Regions from separate parts of the Mus musculus genome. Here region 1 is linked to region 2. A link is a contact called in public promoter capture Hi-C data. All regions are on one chromosome and are shown on one strand. Each heading gives the region's core, a stretch centred on a gene start, on an enhancer-like site or on the middle of the called end of the contact. The rest is flanking DNA. Distances are from core to core; before and after follow the strand shown. Region 1 holds the start of Cdh17 (cadherin 17). Region 2 has its middle 22 kb from the start of Gm35884.

Region 1 (2,700 bases), core at 5-2,504, 100 kb before region 2:
GCACTTTACCTATGCATTTGTTCCTCATGGTCACCCACTTGGGCAGATTATCTGTTATCTAAATGAAAAAGATTAAGGTTCAGAGAACATAAGTGCACAGCCTCATGTGCTCTAGCCAATCAATGATGAAATGGGCCCAACCCAACTGACCAACCCCAAAGACTCATAAAATGCATGTCCCCCAGTTAACTGTAGACTCTCCAGAAAAGGAGTCCTTTTATTTCTTTAGAACACCTCAATGTTGACTGTTTTTCTTGTTATCCCAGTGTGCACTTTCTTCTTTTAAACAATGCCTTACTTGCTACTTACATTTTTATAGAAAAGTATGAAAGAAAGTATTGCCCAAACAGTTTGCTTGGTACACCCTACTACAGGGAGCATCTGTGTCATTTCTATAAAGTCACCTGTAATCAAAACACACTGGCAATGGCCAAAACTATGAAGATTCCCAGTGCGCATATGATATCTTGAGAATCCCTCATTAGCAGACAGTTCATCTGCTATGAAGGGAACCAGAAGCACCCCACCCCACCCCCACAGCAACTTCCCTTTCCCACCTGCAAGGTGGGACTGGTCTCCCTTTCGCTCTTCTTCTAGTGCTTTCTTTAAAAGTCTCCTTTCTCCTCTGTGCCAACCCTTCCACGTTCCAGACAGTGTTAAGAATCCAACACTGGATTTGTCTCCTCCAAAAAGTAGACTGAATGATCTCTAAAGACATGTGAGAGACACCACAACTTATGAGACTAGGATTCTAACTCCAATTCCTACAACATAGTTCTGGAAATGTTCTCAGACCAGTTTTAGATGCTGATCCCTAATGACAGGTGCTCACACTCATTTACACCTCAGAGAACCCAATGTTCCCTTAGTTCCACTCCAAGTTCAGTTCGACCAAAAGCCACTTTCATCCAGTGAGTGTCTGAAATACAGACTCATGAGAAATAACTATTAGAGAAAGGAACTGTGTCCTCCCCAAAAGCTAAGGACACCAGGGACAAGCACCTTTTGTAGCTGTACACACTTGGCCTCAAGGGATACATTTATCAGCCCTTCTTAAGCCATCCACCCATCATCTAAGTTATCATTCTTACAAACTTCTGGAAGAATACTGAGGACAATTCACCCTTACCTTTCAGTAAGTAAGAAATGCTGCTTAGAAGTTTTTGTCGTCCATTCAGCCGTGGAGACACTTGCTGTGGCTGAAGAACCCTAAGAGACACTTCCTCAACCTGTTCTGCTCCTCTAGCCTCTCCCTTCACCCACCCCCCCAGTCAAACATTAACCACAACATTTTTATTGATATCTGAGAGTCACTGGGTATCATAAAAGGTATCATTACATTCAGTCCAGGAAAGAAGTTACTTTATACCCATTCATACCAAACATGCTTTCAAACTGGTTGCTGAGTTGTTGGTGGTGGTGGTGTTGTTTTAAATATATGAATAAGTTAGGAGTTAAGAAGTTTAAATGAGGAAGTTGAGTGTGTATCCAACTATCTCTGGAGTGTGAGCTCTGTGGCATCAAAGAGGGTTGCTAACATTTTACACAATCACTTATTGTAGTGTCTGCAAAGGAGACTGTCAACAAGTATGCGTATAGGTTCTGTACAAGTCCAAACTACAAGGCACCAAGTTTGCTGACAGTGTCACCCACTGACAGACACTGACAAGTGATTTTGTAGATGGCCCAGATGCCATGCTGAAAGACACAGTGGCTGTTCCAACTTCTGAAAGACACGGTAACCCAACAAACACAGTTCTGTTCTGTTTTGTTTTGTTTTGTTTTGTTTTGTTTTGTTTTGTTTTGTTTTGAAGCTACTGCCACAGACATCTTAAGCCAAGGCGTCTTTCTGACTGATGGCTAAGTCCCACTCTTCAGTGCCTCCAGGAAACCATCTTGAAAATGTGAAGTGATACCAGGCAGAGGTCACATAGGTCAAAGTTTACCCTGTTTCTGGGGACCTTCTGAAGTGTGTCTGGATGTCTCCTGAACTGCTGTTTCCCTTCCCTTCCATTGCTGGCTTCAGAGCACTCTTAATGGGAGCTCCCTCCCTCTAAGATCTCCTGAACAGCTTTCCTGGGTGCTCTAACAGTGGAACTGCCCTCCCTCCTCAGTCTCACGGCTAAGCTCACTGTGTTTAGAGAAGTAAGATTAACTCGGCCAAGAACTTCTCAAATTTTGACCATCTCTGCTTTCCCATCTGCTAGACAAAATGACCTTGGGACACAAAATCAAATAGCTTCATCCTGCCTGATGATTCACTTCCTGGAATCAATCAATTGCATCTCTCCTCACAGAACTTCTCTGGAAGGAGTTGGCTTCTTGCCTAGTAGTCTTTTAATAATGTGTGTAAAATATAATTTTTAAGTCTACAAAGTTTTTGTGTGTGTTGGGGGGTGTTTTTGCTTTTGTTTTGCTTTAGGAAAAGCAGATTCATAGACGGGTAAATTTATAGATTGCTGTTGTTTTCAGTAATAATACCATGCCACCAGGGCCATGGCACATGGGCATATAAGTTAAAGGTATCTCTTCAGCTAGTCTTCTCAAGTCTATGAATAGATTCCAGCTTAGACACAGGAAACAGAGTAAGGAGAGATTTTCTATCTGGTGGAGTCACTCAGCCTGTGACAATACAGTCTATCCTACCAGGCCTATCTGATTTACAACAAAGACAGCATTCAGACCTGGATTATGTTCTTC
Region 2 (2,700 bases), core at 60-2,559:
ATGAACTATGGAAGAATACATTGAGGGTACTCAAATAGTTGAAAATGCCTCCCAGAAGATGCCCCCATGTGCTAACCCTTAGAGCCTGTAAATGCAGCCTTCTATGGCAAATAGGAGGGCAGTCTTTATAGATATGAGTAAGGCTCTCAAGATAAAAGATTACCCTGGAGTGGAGGTGGGTCTCAGATACAATTACATGTCCTTATAAAAGGCAGAGGGAACACTGACACAGAGGGAAGGCAGGGTAATGTGACCACAGAGGCAAAGCACAGAATAATGTGACCACATCCAGAAGGCAATGGGGCAAGGAATCCTGGCAGCTGCTGGAATCTGGAAGAAGGATCTGAGGTCCTCAGTCATTTCTGGATGGCCCTTGATTCACGCAACCCAGAGCCGATTTCCAGTACCTCTCCTGTGCAGCTGTGATAAGGTAGACGTCTAATCCAGAGTTTGCGTGGTTTACCAGCTAGGAGAAATGAGCAGACGCTCTACACACTCCTGGGAAGGTGTCTGCTCAGGAGCCTTGGGTCAAGCTTAGGAACGGATCCTGGCTGATTTAAGCAGAAAGATCCCCTGGAGTTGATACTGACTGGGGATGGGAGGGCTCCTGTGGTGGGCCAGTGGCCTGAGCCTGGGTGGGGGAGTAAGCTTAGCCACGAGGAGGGTTCGAAAAAACTCAGCTGTTAATGTCAGGGAAAAGCCTGCTAAGAGGCTACTGCCCGTGTCATGAGAAAGAATTGTACCCTAGCCATCCCTCTTTTCTTTGTGTCACTTGTAACCTGTGTAATTCCTGAAAGTATAATCTGGTCAGACAGAAAGCCTCTCCACTATGTCTTCCTCAGTTTAGAAAAAGGAGGGAAGTTCCAAAGGGACAGAGGGAATTCTTCCTAACTTTAAGAAGGTTCAACAACCAAAACCAATAACAATTGCAACAAAAATACATAGCAGGAGACAGCCAATCCTGGTATGAGTGGCTTTTGGGGAAAGGGGCTGTGAAAGACAAACCAGCCTGAGCATTCATAGAACTGAACTGTGGCCTGTAGGTACACATGCACGTGCAGGTCATATTCACATGTTCTCTGAGCTGGCTGGCATCCCCCTCCTCCCATTTTCACATCTCACTATTGCAATCTTGAGCAGGAAATGTAAACCAAATCCAGGGGCCCTTGCGAAGGGGAAAGAAGAATGCAGGCTGGACACAGGAACACCACGTATGGCTGCCCCACACCTGTGTCCTTGGAACTTAAGTCAGCATCCCCAGAACATCCCGGAACTAAGAGCAAACACTGCCATCGCTGAAACGAATTGTGTATTGGGTTGCCTAGCAACTCTGTGTTGTTTATGTGACTAACTCCTAGCCTGGACACATGTGAGTACACCTTTAGCTCTCTGGAGAATGTAACTGAGTCATGATTCTACTTTTATGAAATCAGGAAGAGTAAAAGCATTATTTACATACGGGCTTGCCTATGGACCCTGAAATGAAGCAGAGTCCTAGAAGCTGCAGGTGAGGTGACTCAGAAGACTGAAGGATGGAATGTTTCAGAACAAGCTGGAGATGAAGTTCACTGACGTCAGCCTTCCAGTGAGTCTGCTGAGTCTCTCAGCCTGGAACCGTGGGGGTCCGAGAGGAACCACAGTCAGTCACTTTCTGCCCTATGTCATTGATCTTAAACTGAGTGTTGTTCCTGGGAACAACATAAAGCCAGTGCCCTATGGGTAAGATTAAAAGAAAATTTACCAAACATTTAAAACAATGGACTCTGTCATCTTCTCCAGCATACTGTTCATCAGTCTTGGTCTGTCTCTCCATTGCCTAGATGCCTTCTTGGTCCATCAGAAGACAACCAGGGAAAGATGTCAAATGATAGCCCTGTCATTAAGCAGTTCTGTGACATAAGCAACCCTCCACGTCCCAAATACCTTACTTGCAAACTCAGAAAATAACAGTACTTTACTGGGCTGCTTGGTAAACCTTAATAAAATATACATCTGGCACACAAGCACAGTCCTCCAAGCTGTTTCCATGGCCCAGCAGGGAGAGGCCTTTGCTGTCAAGCTTTCTGACCTGAGTATTGTTCCAGGACCCACATGGTAGAAAGAGAAAGCTGATTCCCACAGGCTGTCCTCTGACTTCCACATGCATGCTGTGATACACACACACCTCATACACCACAAATGAATGTTAAAAAAAAAAAAAAACTTAGAAATATCTCTCATCCCTGTTGACCTTGTCTGAGATATTTCACCTGTTCATCTCTTTGTTCTTCAGCGCAAGTGTGTTCATAATGCTTACGTGATAGTGTTGGTTGTCAGTTTGTCAGGACAGAGTCCCATGGGTGGGAGAATCTTGAGAGAATCAGTTGAACAGAAAGACCAGCCCTCTATGGCTTCCCTCTATTCCCTAACTGGGAAAGACAAAACCCGGGATAGCATAGCAGCCTGCACAGGCTCATTGCTCTCTCCTGACTGCAGATAAAATGTGGCCAACTGCTTCAAGCTTCTGACAGCTCCCCCATCACAAAGGACCCTCGCTGGGAACTGAGTTAAAATAAAGCTTTTGTCTCTGAAGTTACTTTGTGTGTATCACATCAGCATGAAAGGAAAGCAAGCAGTTGCTCTTAGCCACTGCACCATCTTGCAGAATTCTCAAGAATATTAAAGAAGACAATACATTTATACCTGGTATGGGATGCACAT

What was found. Promoter capture Hi-C pulls out the DNA fragments that hold promoters and counts their contacts.
Region 1: a contact with region 2 is called in a promoter capture Hi-C map of trophoblast stem cells, with 1.9 times the contacts expected there. The contact joins the promoter of Cdh17 here to the enhancer-like site in region 2. A contact is called at or near these places in 9 of 39 promoter capture datasets (the HPC-7 cell line, cranial neural crest, embryonic stem cells and 5 more), 1 of 484 Hi-C or Micro-C datasets (MC3T3-E1-derived osteoblasts), 2 of 115 datasets of contacts at active chromatin or transcription factors (embryonic stem cells and pancreatic cancer cells) and 2 of 9 other capture datasets (macrophages and pancreatic islet).

The regions. Positions count from the first base shown.
Region 1 is chr4:11,756,711-11,759,410 of GRCm38.p6, reverse strand. It overlaps Cdh17 (cadherin 17), which reads right to left and starts at 1,254. Exons shown (of 18, transcript NM_019753.4): 1 at 1,130-1,254.
Region 2 is chr4:11,652,465-11,655,164 of GRCm38.p6, reverse strand. No RefSeq gene overlaps it. Among named protein-coding and RNA genes, the nearest start is that of Gm35884, 22 kb to the left of the region's middle. Within about 2 kb of position 1,309, at least 37 of the 459 cell types and tissues checked have an H3K27ac peak or open chromatin away from gene starts, as enhancers often do. A contact at or near this core is called in pancreatic cancer cells and trophoblast stem cells, where this site is marked.